3 separate regions of the Pan troglodytes genome follow, and all the other regions are linked to region 2. The links are chromatin contacts, called in public Hi-C maps. All regions are on one chromosome and are shown on one strand. The core of a region is the stretch at or near the end of the contact, and the rest is flanking DNA. Distances in the headings are between cores, read along the strand shown.

Region 1 (4,385 bases), core at 1,027-3,526, 420 kb before region 2:
TTCTTTATCCTTTTTAAAGTAAAACAAAGTTTTCTAACTTTCCAAAAATTAAAGCTAGCTAATATAGAATAATCTCATTTTAATTAGCTTATTTCTTTTCTTCCCTTCCATTGATCCATCCATCTTTCTATCCATTCTTGGCTAATTTCTTTTACTCTCATGGTTTTAATTTAATTTAATTTAATTATTATTATACTTTAAGTTTTAGGGTACATGTGCACAATGTGCAGGTTTGTTACATATGTATACATGTGCCATGTTGGTGTGCTGCACCCATTAACTCGTCATTTAGCATTTGGTATATCTCCAAATGCTATCCCTCCCCCCTCCCCCCACCCCACAACAGTCCCCGGAGTGTGATGTTCCCCTTCCTGTGGCCACGTGTTCTCATTGTTCAATTCCCACCTATGAGTGAGAACATGCGGTGTTTGGTTTTTTGTCCTTGTGATAGTTTACTCTCATGGTTTTAACTATTATCTCTTTGATCACGATGTTCAAACATTTATTTATTTATTTATTTTTAGAGATGGAATCTCACTCTGTCACTCAGGCCGGAGTGCAATGGCACAATCATAGCTCACTGCAGCCTCAAACTCCTGGGCTCAAGTGATCCTCCTGCCTCAGCCTCCTGAGTTGTTGGGATTACAGGCTCACACCATCACACCCAGCTAGTTTATTTTTATTTTTGTAGTGATGGGCTCTCCCTGTGTTGTACAGGCTGGTCTCAAACTCCTGGCCTCAAGTGATCCTCCCACCCCAGCCTCCTGAGTTGTTGGGATGGCAGGTAGGAGCCACTGCACCTGGCTCAAGTATTTATCCCTGATGATTCTTCTGAGTTGCAGAATTATGTATACAATAGCCCACTGGATGGACAGCTCCACTTGGATGTCCAATGGACACTTCAACATGTTCAGAACAAGACTCATTTTCTTCAGCTTCCAAATCCAAATTTGCTGCTCCTCTTATATTTTCTATCCTGGTTCGTGATATTACCATCAACTTGGTCATCCAAGCCAGAAACTTGGAATCATCTTAGATTCCTTATCTCTTCATCCTTCTCATCCAATCAACCATTAACACCGCATCCAAGCCAGAAACTTGGAATCACTCTTGATTTCTCATCTCTCTTTCAAGCTTCCCATCCAACCGGTCAACATCGCTTCCTAAATATTTACTTTTCCCTCTTCTCCTTATCCTAGCTATCCTTGATCTAGGACAGAGCCTCACCAGGGTCTTTGATAATAACTTCAAACTTGTCTGTAGGCCTTCTTGGCTTTTCTTTATATTCACTTCCATTGTTTATATTCCTGCCAGAATGATCTTTCTAAAATGCAAGTTTATCTTGTTATTCCCCAGCTAGCATCCTTCAAAGGTTCCCTATTTCCCTAAGGATAAATTGCAGGCTACTTAAATACACCATCTTCTGTCTCTGGACTAATAGGCAATAGGCACTATTTTTATCCCTGACATGCTGTGATGTGGACAGCTGCTGGTTCTTCTGCTTATAATTGTTTTGTGTCTGTTATGGCCTGGATGACACTTGCTTATTTGTTGAAACACAGCTCAAGGGTCACTTCAGGAAGTTTTCCCAGACCTTGGACTAAGGTTTTCTCCTCTGTACTCAGTAGCACCTTTCACATATCTCAGTTGTAGCACTGAGCGTTTAAGAACTGTTTATGTGCTGGTCTCTCCTACTATCACTGCAAGTTTCTCCATGTTAGGAACTGTGTGTGTGTGTGTGTGTGTGTGTGTGTGTGTCTGTGTGTGTTCATTCACAGTGCCTACTGTACAGCATGGCACATAGTAGGTTTACAAAGACTATTGAAGTGAACTAAGCAATCCTGGTACATCTTTCTATCAATGCCATATGTACTCCCTCTCTCCCTTGGGCACAATTGGATAAACACCAAATTCAATAGTGCTCCATTTTTCTGAACTCTGGGCAGACCGCCTTCCTTCTGTGGACACATTCTTTCTTCAGATATGTTAATACTATTGATTAAGTCACAGCTTTCTTTTAGAGCAATCACATTCCAGTCATGTCTCTGTAGGCTGCATCCTAGACTCTTTAATTAGATTTCTTCATTCCTTCATTCATTAGTTCACTTATTCTATTCATGGACGGCTGTATGTTTAAAAGGCATCTACTAGGTTTTTAGTAAAACAGTGCCCTTTGTATTGGTGGCCCTCATTGTGGGGCACAAAGTGTGAGCCCAGTGGATGCTTCAGTGGGTGGGATGTGTGCATAAGGTAGGCACCAATAGCAGGGGAGGGCAAGAGTCCTGAATGCTAAGTCCAGCCTCAGGCAAATTCCTCAGATTCTTGAGAACGGTCTAGCACAGAGGTTCATATCCCTAGTTTTGGAGGGAGGCAGGCTTATTTTTGAATTTTCAAGTTAACAGCTGAGTGGACAGTTTCCTTACTTGTGAAACTCTTCATCTGTTAAATGAGGTTAAGAGCAGGACTAACATAGGTTTGTTTTGAGAATTAAAAAAAGACAATGTTGAAAAGTGCAAGGCAGATGACAAGCATGTGACAAATGGTAGTCAACCTTATCAACCTCATCATCATCATCATTTAACAACAATGAATGCTCTTAGTCTGGACTTACACTGACCATTGGTTGGTTCCTCCCCAAATTGGGATGCGATTTAGTCAGCAGTGATAGGAGCCTGAGAAAGACCTCGTGGACATCCCAGGCACCAGTTGCCTTTTCTGCTTCTGTTAGGAAATGCATTGAGTTTTTAGGGACTCTGTTTATACAGAGATTATTTAGCATTTTTATTCTCTGAAGGTGCTGGCATAGCTTCAGCCTGTATTCTAAAGAGAAGGCGGTTAGCTGTGCCTTTCTTTGTTTGTCGGGAACATTTCTGTAGATAAGCACCCTGCACAGTAAATAAAATGCATTGTTATTACATTGCCTAGCAATTTACCTGTAACAGACGGCTGTGCCTGCTATAATGACATGATAGCTAATCCATACCCCTGCATGATTTTATCTTCCACGGAAGGAGGCTGGCAAGTTTAAAGGGGACACCCTCAAAGATCAGCCAGGGGAAACCACTTCTGGTTTCTGTGAGTACGCCAAAAGTCCGGTGCCCAGATTTTGAAAGAATGCTTAATTTCAGGATCAATTACCTTAAGCTTCCCATAGGTAGGTTCTACCTAAAGCTTCTGTGGAAAAGCAGTTTGATTTAATTAAGGAAGTCTCTCAGACCTTGAGTCTGTGCTTAATACAGAGGTTAATTTTTTTTTTCTTACTGCATTAGAAGTTTCGGATATGCAAATAGCCTATCATCCAACTTGCCTTAAAAGTTAATAACAATTGCCTTTTGCAGTGGACAAATAACACTGCTTTTGTTTATTTTGCTTCCTGTATGCATTTGGATAAAGCCCTCAAAAAGACGTTATTATGTCCAAAGGCAAGAGCTATTTTATAACACTAATACTAGAGTGATACAATTTACCAAACACCAAAACAATGTAGCGTCACCATAATTTTCAATATAAACAATAGAACTGGACTTTCAACTGTACCTCGTTTCCTGGGGTTTGCTGTTGTTTGTTTTTCTGACTAAACTAATCTGGAAGGAATGGGTTGGATTTGGACTTCTCAGGAGGCTCTGTCCCCTTCTGGAAAGGGTACAGACTTGGAGTTTAACCCAGGTTGCACTCTTGGCTTCAGCCATTAACAACCCTATGATCTTGGGCAAGTCATTTACTTTTTTGCAGTCTTTTTGTTGCTGTTGTCACAAAGCTTGTTGAAGATATTGCTTGAGCATTTTTTAGGAATTACTTCTCTAAATGGTCTCAGATACCTTTCATAGCTTAAATATTTCTGGCAGTGTTAATAATAAGGAACAAGAATTGTTTCAGGCTGGGCACGATGGCTCACACCTGTAATCTCAGCACTTTGGGAGGCCGAGGTGGGTGGCTTGCTTTAGGTCAGGAGTTCGAGACCAGCCTGGCCAACGTGGTGAAACCCCATCTCTACTAAAAATACAAAAATTAGCTGGGTGTGGTGGCACGTGCCTGTAGTTCCAGCTACTGAGGAGGCTGAAGCACGAGAATTGCTGGAATCCAGGAGGCAAAGGTTGCAATGAGCCAGGATCGCACCACTGCACTCCAGCCTGGGGGACAGAGTGAGACTCTGTTTCCAAAAAAAAAAAAAAAAAAAAATTGCAAATTTGGGAAATTTCTCATATTGGTACCAATTGCTTTTCCTCATTAATTCCTCCCTGACCTTTCTTCTATGAAAAAAATGTGCCCCCTCACATTTTAGGAGTTTAGGTAAGAGTTAGGTAGGGTGATTGCTTGCTGTTAGACTATTATATCTCTCTAATCTGTCTGTTTCTCTCCATCTCCAGCACCACCAACAGCTAACA
Region 2 (4,792 bases), core at 1,332-3,831:
CATAAAACTCTATGTACAAAGATTCCTTGATATCAGAACTCATCTTGAACACATCACAAACACGGGGGAGACTTTGCACGGAAATCAGGCCTTAGAGAAAGCCACATTCAATACACATACTTTTACCTTTAGAGAGAATTAATGTAGAGCAGAAGAGGTCAAAAAAAGGAAATAGAAAGTAGATAAATGAAGACTCTTTTAAGTGGTGCACATTAAGGCCCTCTCTAGAGCAATAATCATTAGTGTCTGATTGATATGCTGTTGGTAGCAAGCACATTCATGCCTTCAAGTCATCACCAAAGTATGTGAACACACTCTGAAGGGCCAGTGTGCTGATGAGCCATGGTTGTTAGCTTCCCAGCTCCATTTGGCTGTCTCAAAGAAAAATGGGATTCAGGTACTCCCTGTCTAAATTATCAGCCAAAGGGCACCAACTTCCATTCACAAGACCTATTGGAAATTTTCCTACTCAGACCATGTGTGGGCTCTGCTTGGTGGCTTTAGGCCAGGAGAAGCCAAAGACCAGAATGATGGGGGTGGGAGTGAGCCAGGCCAAGTGCTGTGATAGTTTCACACCAGGATTGGTGGAGAACTTCCCAGAAAGCCTGCCCCCAAACTCAAGATGGCCCAATCTGTGGGTCTTGGTTACTTTTCTGCTAGTTTGAATCCAAAGGAAGAATGTAGACTGGGAAGGGGAGAGAAATGGTGTCTCACACCGGAATTTAGGAAGCAGTTGAGCTTGGGCTTACTTGAAGATAGACTGTTAAGGACACATTTTAAGAGCAGTAAAGCTTGCCAAAGATCACAAAGCAGTGGGCCAAAAAAAAAAAAAAAAAAAAAAAAATTGCCTTCAAACAATACACCGCTATTGTTTGATTCCAGCAAAGCAACTCACCTTGTTTACCAAAACTTTAATGCCCAGGAAGTCAAACCCTATGTAATATGCTAAGGGCATCAAAGGGAAGAAATATAAGAGGAATATAATGTTCCCTGTCGCTTTTCTCCCACTCTGTTTTACTTCATTTCCACAAGAACTGGAGTGTGTGAGTGTGTGTGCTGGGGAAGAGGAGATGCCTTTTGAATGCTTCAGCTGTAGGCTGAAGTCTATATTATTCTGGCCTAAGCATTTGTGGGAAAACCAAAGCAACTTCTGCAGAGATGCCCAAATGTTGACAGACCAAGAATGATTGGAAATCTTGAAATCTTTCCTGCAAGTCCCTTCCAACATAGTTTGATCTTCTCACATTTATTTGAATCTTGTGGAAAGAACAGCAGAATTGCCATGAAATTCCACACCAGGTACTGTCAAAAGATAATATTCACAACATGTCGGCTATTAACCATAGTGCTGCATATTTTATAACTAGGACAGAAATAGAAAAGAAGTAGAAAATATACCTAAGAAGGTAATTCACCCAGATGATATTCTTTTCATTTGCGTTCTTGGCATTAATAGCTATGGTGGCACTGGACTGTATCCAAATATATCCTCCGTTCTTCTGCATCCAGCGATAGTACTTTGTCACACACTGACCCTTATTCAGCACTGGGGAAAAAAAACAAAACAGAGGCATTGTATTAAGACTGGGATCAAATAATTTTTTTTTTTTATCTCTGCAAAACCTTAAGCCTAAAAATGGGAGGACCTACAGCAAGCCAGGGTGACCCTCTGGATGCTTAATATAGAATGCCATTAGTAGGACAAATGAAATCAATTCAGTGGAGCGGCAGCTCTGGAGCCAGGGTTACTGGCATTTGTAGCAAGACGTTATTCCGTTTTGGGCAGCCATGGTGTGAAAAGAATAAAAGGACTACAAATCTTTTTGGCTCACAGAACACCTAATGCGGTGTGGATATTGTCAATGGATTTGACATCAGATGGTAAGAAAGGCAAATTTGTATGTGATTTATTCATAGCTTTGAGGTAGGCCTCTTTGAGATTCTGGATATTTGAATGGTTCCAAAGATGCTTTACCCCTCGTCTTTGATCATTTCTCCTCCGTGTGAGCAATCTCAACCCGCGTCCTTAAATGTCTGTTCCTTTTGATCTTGTCTAACAGAATTTATAGTCCTCGGATGAACTAAATTTACACTGGTCAGTCGGGGGAGATTCTGGTGAGACTTCGCTGAATGTTGGAACAAAATAAATTCCCCAGTGGAGTCAGAGAGAAACACTGGCCTGAGGGAGGCACAGAATTGACTTGGCTGGAGCCAAACAGAGTGACAGCTCCACACAGACTCTGAAATATGGCCCCAAATGAAGGAACAAGTAAAAACAATCAGTAATGTGAAGCGGTGCCATTAAATACCCACTGAAAGAGAGCTTTAAAATGCAGATGTTAAAAATGATACTTGAACCAAAATCTCGCCAAGCTGAAATTGATTTGATTTGTATCTGGGTACTCCTGAGCTAGTAAAAGGGGAAAGCACAGTAAATCATCCCCTGAAATAAAGTGCTGTGGATGGGAATGGTTTAAAAGGGTGCCGGAAATGTGGAAAACCTGCTGTTATTACTTGGCTGCGGATCGCAGCAACTCGGCGCCCCGCGAAAGCTCACCGGCTGGCTGGCCACTAGAGGGCAGTGTGCACTCATCTACGTCGCCCACTTTTGGCATGTCCTTGTCTCCGTCTGCTAAAATGAAAAACCTCTAACTGCTGTAATAAATTTGGCTAAATTAGCTGCTAAATGGTTATCTCAAGTAATATGTATTTGCATTAATCATCTTGCTCTAAACCAGAACAAGCCAGAGTCCTAAAGACGTAGTAAATTCATATTGTCCATTTAATTACGGCTAATAAGTGCTTCATATACAATAGTTTCATGAAGTACATTTAGATTTTTTTTTTTTTTTTTTTTTGGAGGCGGGTGGATGGGTGTGAAGGGAAGTCACTTTGGAAAAGAGCTGTGTTTAAGGCTGTGGAAGCTCTTCTCATCTTGTCCTGAGCCACTCTTCCTGGCTCTGAAAGTGCCACATCCAACTATTACATCCATAAACATATAAACTTTGAAGGTTTTCTTCCATTCTCCTTTTTTTTTCTCACAGCACACTAACGGGACCGTTGTAAAATTTGGTAATTATGTCTTAACTGTTACTTGAAAAAGCCTCACTTTGATGAGTGTTTCAAATCATAACAAGTTTCATTCTGAAACTCCTCACCAGTTTAGGGTGTTTTGAAGGCCCGGAACTGTCACCTTCTCTTGGTGGCGTGGCTCCACAGGTTGCATTGTACTCTCCTTTTGTAGGCAATTGTAAGTTCTGCCATTCTGCATGCATGGCTTCCCAGGCTACAAAACTGCGTGGTGAAGCTGAAAGCAGTAAAATACTAACTCTGCCATACAGCTCTTCTGTCAAACCATTGTTGCATGCAACAAGATGTGCTTTTATTCAAATCCTCTCAACCTGGTTAACTATTAATAGAGGAACGATGGGTTATATAATTCTGTCCACTATTTTCACAGAGAAAACTTACAGCACCCCAATCAGTGGTTGGGGGTATAATTCTGTCTGCTTTGTGTCTGGAATGAGGAATAATTCCAAATGGTTCTAGTATGTTTAACAAAGGCAAAGAGACTAAGAAGCCCCTTTTTTAGAATCACATGGAGAATACATTGAGATGGCAGGCCAGATCAGCACAGCCTGCCTGGGAGTTCTAGACTAGAATTTGACCAAAAGCAGGCAAAATTTTAAAAAGAATTATCTCCATTTTACAAAGTATACAAAAGGGGCAAAGGGATAAAGGAGTTATAATATCAAATTAGAATCTGCAGAATCAATGTAAAGATCACCCCCTCCTTCCTGATAATACTTTCTCTTAATAAAATCCCAATTTGGAAATGGATATCCAGCCAAACGTTTGGCCTCCCCAGTGGTCTGCACGTATGTGTAGCGAAGGGGGCTGAAAGGCTTCTTTGCTAAGGGACCGTATGGTGTCATCTTTTTGAATTACAGTAGGATGACTCTGGGTCTACCTAAATGGATCTGTGTTTCCTGAGAAGATAAATCCAGCACTCATTTGTTAGGGCCCATGAATATAATAATACAGCTTTCTTTATCACCCAGGCCAAGGGTCAGCTAGCAAGAGAGGAGAGCTAAATATGAGAGAGGCAGGACGGGTGACTTCTGATGTGAGGAGGTATCTGTAAAAAGACTGAAGGGGAAGGGAATGGCTCAAGGCTTCCTTGGGGAGTCGGGGAGCCACGTGATAGCCCTTGACTTCCTGTGGTGAATACCACAAAGCAGGTTCGGGAGCCCACCGTGGGCGGCTGAAGAGGACGAGTTTGACTGACCTGTGGTTTTACCCTGGGCCAGTCTGACAGGCAGAATTCCTAAAGGGTAGGCAATCTCACTTGGTCTTTCCTAGGGATTGGTGTTTTCTGAATGAGACCCCCAAGCGCCAGTGGGAATCTGGATAACTACAGATACGGTGCAGAGTTAGGACAACATGTTTACCAAAATATCACCCGAGTTGCTTTTGGTTTGCAACAGATCTTGTAAAAGAAATCATAATGTTTGGGAGGCCAAGGTGGATGGATCACTTGAGGCCGGGAGTTCGAGACTAGCCTGGCCCACATGGTGAGACCCTGCCTCTACTAAAAATCCAAAAATGAGCCAGGTGTGGTGGTGTGCACTCGTAATCCCAGCTGTGAGGGAGGCTGAGGCACAAAAATCGCTTGAGCCTAGGAGGCGGAGGTTGCGGTGAGCTGAGATTGCACCACTGAACTCCAGCCTGGGTGACAAAGCGAGACTCTGGCTCGAAAAAAGAAATCATAATGGAATTTAGCTTCTTTAAA
Region 3 (4,662 bases), core at 2,145-4,644, 430 kb after region 2:
CTTGGCCAGCATGTGCCTCACCAGGTCAGTGACTGTTTCTTATCTGGAGTTCCCGAACACTCCTGTTTTCTCACTAAGAGTCAATCCTCTTCCAGGCACGCTTCACCTGCTTTGCCTGCAGGTGCCTACCACACAAGGAGTCCTCATAATCCTTAACAAAAGTGGGTTTAATACATAATAACTGTGGAATCCAGAATTGAGTGTCATCTGTTTATTTTTTTTTTTTACGTGGGGTTCCAATTTATTTTAAACCTGTTCTTCCACTTATTTTTTCTTTTTAAAAAAAAATTTAATGGAGTATAATTGAGCAATGAACTATTCACAGATCAAGCAGCCCCCAGAATCACAGCAGATTCAGAGAGACTCCAGGGATGCGTCGTGGTCAGAACAAATTTATAGACAAAAGAGGGAAGTGACGTACAGAAATCAAAAGTGAGGACATCATAAAAAACCCATTTGCTTTACACTGATTTATTAAAGAAAATATTCAGATGCTTTCTATATTTCTAACAAGTAAATTCCCCATATCTTCCTGCTTTTTTTGAAAATTTTATTACAAACCTCTGCTCTCTCAAGCCCAGCTACTACTAATTGAAAATAAAATCAAAATCCCCTACTTTTTTACTTCTAGAAACACTTTCAGCTAGTTGACAAGAAAATTCCAGTGAAATGCCGCTGGGGTAATTCTGTTGCATTTCATTACTAAGTTGGTGAGTTGGCTCCACAGCTTAGTAGGGATTATAATATAAATGCACTTGTGATTATTGCGCTATGCAAAGTAGGGAGTTTACCCCTGCAAATGTGAGTTTGTATCTGCAATGTCTGCAAGGCACTGTGAAAATGCGTGTGTGTTAAGTATCATTATTACTGACAAGAGAAAAATAACAGAGGCATTTTTTTCAATGGAAAAATTTATAAAATATAATTGAAGAGTGATCATTATCAAAAGAATATTCCAGCTGGAAGGGATCTTAGAGATCTCTACTCCAGCCTCCTCATTTGCTTCAGAAGCAAAACACACAACTAAAAATCTTAAAACAGAAAAATCAGTTTACTATGCTGAGATTAATCTTTATTATAAATATAGACATAGGGTTTTTACAATTTTAATATTCAGATATACTTAAGACAGTACTACTGTGTGTATGTGGGTGTGCACATTTCTGATTAATTTCCTATTCTAACATGCACATTACTCCCTTCAAAACTCCTTTGGCATTTTTGATAATGCAGCTGTCTTGCTGAATACTGTTTTCAGTTTCTAGAGTGTTAATTGCACATTATGGTAGCTTGGTGTGAATGATCCCACATGAATAAAATCTGCAGCCTTTTTTTTTTTTTTTTTTTTTTTGAGATTATGGGGGTGGGTGGCTTTTGGGAGGGAGAAGCGGGGGAGTTGAAAAACTTCTCAAGTGTCCACTCTGTTTTTGAGACAGTAATTAGGATTCAGAAAGCTCCTTATTAATAGCTCATAATTTGGGGGGGCACTTCAGGGACTCCAATTACAAAGTTCAAAATAAATCACTGCACGTCCCCTCCCCCCCCCAAAAAAAAGAAAAAAGGACTAATTTTAGATAACAGAAATCATTCTACAAAGAACTGGATTATGAGGGGGCAAGGGAGTAATAGCCACCAGGTTATAAGGAACCCTAAAACATCACAGAAAAGTTCACTGACTTAGGAGGCCCAAGATGCAAGCTCCAGTAACAACATAAAGCTGCTCAAATGCCTTCTGAAAGCATAGAGGCTGTTGTCTTCAGTGGGGGTGTGGGGGGTGGGGCGGTTATTCAAGTCTGGCTACTGATGGCCTTTCTTTTCCTGCTGTTTCTCCACTAGGGTTCAGGCTGTGCTCTGAGGAAATGTCTTCATCCATGAGTTCTATCTGTATAGTTATTCTTTGCTCTCCAAACCCCCTAGAAATCTGAGTGTGCACCCCCATACACCCTAGCATAATATACAAGTATCTTGCAAGTAGTTTCATGCTATTCTATTCGATGGCATTTTTATGTCACTGGAACTTCTCTTGATTTATATGTTTTGCACTTATGCAGGTGATGTGGGCTGCAATGACAGTTCCTAATTTTACAACCAACATAAATATGTTAAACAGGAGCCCATTATGCCCCTGGTAGGAGCCCAGCTTTAACTTGAGCATTAATGCTAACTGAATAGATGTTAAAAATGTACTTCTTATCTTGCACTTATCCTATCACATTTGGCATTTTGAGAACTGAGACAATAATCTGATAACTAAAGAATACTGCAAACACAGGTATTTTGTTTCTCCGTGTTAATCTTATTATGTTTATAGAGTATCAATAATGATCTAAAAAAACTAAAGGGGCATTTCCTCAATGGGATCTGTCATCTTCAGCAAAGCAATACATTGTTTATGAAGCTCTCTCAGATTTCTGTATTTTGGAAATTGACAGTTTCTAAAACCATCTGGTAGCCCAGACACACTGTATACTTCTTATTGCCGAACGGGTCACTGTTTCATCTGATCTACTGACATATTTCATTTATTTGTTTGTTCAACTAAAAGACTATTTTCTGAAATTTAAAGAACACTAACAAAATTAACCTATACACACACACACAACACACACACACACACACACACACAGAGGGCATTGCTAAATAAATGGAATGTGCAACCACTTGTCTGTGAAGATTCTGTTACCAGCTCACTGAGAGTGAGACGTAAGAGCTATAGGAGTTGAACAGTTTATACAAACTAGTATAAAAAAGAAAGCCCAAGCCACAGGAATTCAACTTAAAATTCAATTCAACATGACTAAATGCCTATTTGATGTGGAAAATTTCTAGCTACTATAAGGGAACTAGTGTTACAAAACTTAATAAATAGTCCAAAAAATGTTTTATGACATTTAAAACAAAAGTAGGTCCAGTATATAATTATCAACACACACCACAACTCTACTATTTCATGTTTTACAAGGGTTAAAAATAAAACACCTAGAGTTTTAAGAGACTTTAAATGGAAGAGAAATACAGGGAGAAGGATTTATTGGTTTTTTAAAAAATCATCTAGGAAAATTCTGATTGTCTCAGAAATCCAAAATGATCCGATGAATCACTAAGACTGTGCATTTGGCCTTTCCCTCATTAAAAAGGGGAAGATACACAGGGGAACCACAGTCTAAAACATGTATCTGAAAAATTAGTTTTGCCCCTCCACAATGTCAGCAGGAAAGTTCTAATCTGGATCCTTCAGCATAACCTCACACGGTGGTCTTTGAGAATTAATTCAGTGCAGTAAAAGGCAACCCTTCTTTGGGGAATACACCAGGCCCTCCCAGCCATATTCCTAACCAGTGCTCCTCACCTCAGGGGAGGCACTCACGTGAGGAGGGCTGAGGATTAACGCTCAGTGGGAGTTTGACCTATTCAGCCGAAAGGTCAGCTTGCCATGGAAGAACCCGTTACAAAACAGAAGCAGGACAGCTCGGTGGACACACATAATGAAAGGGGAAGAGTCACGAGCCCTACTTGCCTTGTGCCCTGCTCTTTCCCTTCATAACCCCAGCTCCTTGCCAGCATGGTTCACAATGGGAAGGTGGACCACAGGCAGAGAGCCACAGAGGGGCTTGCTATTGGAGGGATCACTTGAAGAAGGTATTCTGAAGTGAAGAGGACTGTGACACTGTGAGGCAGGGTTTCTAATGGATTGTTTTATTAGGCCAAGGCAGTCACTGGTGGATAGGAAAGATCATTTCAGAGGTACTTCCTTATCCTCCCCAATAAGGTGGAGGGCAGTACGGCATCACGGGCAAATGTAGTCTTAAAGTTCGGCAGGTAGTATCTCAGGAACGCCTGGCAAAAAGGCAGGCTTCATGCCCAGTAACCCCTGATAGCTCCCCTCTGAATCCTCCATCTAAGGGGCAAGGATCTGTTCCCACACTGAGCCTGGGGGAAGGGAGCACTAAAGGGCGTGCTTAATGGAATCCCTGGACATTGACTTCCTGGGCTTTGGCTAAGCAAAGCCAGGGGCTGAGAAAGAATGGAATATGGAATGCTTAATGAGTCTTTCCATGACATAGAAGAAAAGGAAAGGGATTCCCTTGAAGAATCTCAATTAGCCTTCCTCACTGTAGGGCCAAAGAAGCCAGGGAGAGTTTTCTCAGGAGCCCCAGAAGTTCATGAGGTATGTATGAGTGTGTGTATCTGTTTCCCTATCAAAATTAAAATTTCTCAGTTTGCATGTAATATAGGCTGTGTCTTTATTCTGAAACTGGCCCTCATCACTCTGCCTTCTGTGAGGTCCGTTTTCACAAATTGTATTCTTTCAATACAAAAAGCCTCAGTATCTGTGCATGGCTTAGACACTGGGAGATTTTCAGGTTTGGAGAAGAAACTGAAATAGCACTGGGTACCAGCTTAACCCATATAGCAACACGACAACTGAAATTCTGTTGTTGAAAGCACTGTATGTGAAGTTTTCGTGCAATATGTATATATACATATATGACGCACTGTTATTGTTTTCATATATATGACAACACATACATGAAATATATATATATATGAAAACAAATAATAACAGTGCTTTTTCAGTGTACTTTCATCAAGGTTAGTTTCTAGTATTAAAATATAGGATAAATGATGACTGTAGAAGAGAAATAGGGACACGCATTGTTA

Evidence for each region. Hi-C and Micro-C count contacts between places; a contact is called where the count stands out from the background.
Region 1: a contact with region 2 is called in a Hi-C map of stem cell-derived neural progenitor cells, with 4 times the contacts expected there. The contact joins two enhancer-like sites. A contact is called at or near these places in 1 of 7 Hi-C or Micro-C datasets (stem cell-derived neural progenitor cells) and 1 of 1 other capture datasets (stem cell-derived neural stem cells).
Region 3: a contact with region 2 is called in a Hi-C map of stem cell-derived neural progenitor cells, with 2.9 times the contacts expected there. The contact joins two enhancer-like sites. A contact is called at or near these places in 1 of 7 Hi-C or Micro-C datasets (stem cell-derived neural progenitor cells) and 1 of 1 other capture datasets (stem cell-derived neural stem cells).

What each region holds. Positions count from the first base shown.
Region 1 is chr15:32,451,247-32,455,631 of NHGRI_mPanTro3-v2.0_pri, reverse strand. The region is part of intron 1 of LOC104001998 (a long non-coding RNA gene); the gene reads left to right. Among named protein-coding and RNA genes, the nearest start is that of SPTSSA, 240 kb to the left of the region's middle. Within about 2 kb of position 2,276, at least 2 of the 24 cell types and tissues checked have an H3K27ac peak or open chromatin away from gene starts, as enhancers often do. A contact at or near this core is called in stem cell-derived neural progenitor cells, where this site is marked.
Region 2 is chr15:32,029,235-32,034,026 of NHGRI_mPanTro3-v2.0_pri, reverse strand. NPAS3 (neuronal PAS domain protein 3) reads right to left here. Exons shown (of 12, transcript XM_054666466.2): 10 at 1,399-1,546. Among named protein-coding and RNA genes, the nearest start is that of EGLN3, 160 kb to the left of the region's middle. Within about 2 kb of position 2,581, at least 6 of the 24 cell types and tissues checked have an H3K27ac peak or open chromatin away from gene starts, as enhancers often do. A contact at or near this core is called in stem cell-derived neural progenitor cells, where this site is marked.
Region 3 is chr15:31,601,348-31,606,009 of NHGRI_mPanTro3-v2.0_pri, reverse strand. The region is part of intron 3 of NPAS3 (neuronal PAS domain protein 3); the gene reads right to left. Among named protein-coding and RNA genes, the nearest start is that of NPAS3, 430 kb to the right of the region's middle. Within about 2 kb of position 3,394, at least 7 of the 24 cell types and tissues checked have an H3K27ac peak or open chromatin away from gene starts, as enhancers often do. A contact at or near this core is called in stem cell-derived neural progenitor cells, where this site is marked.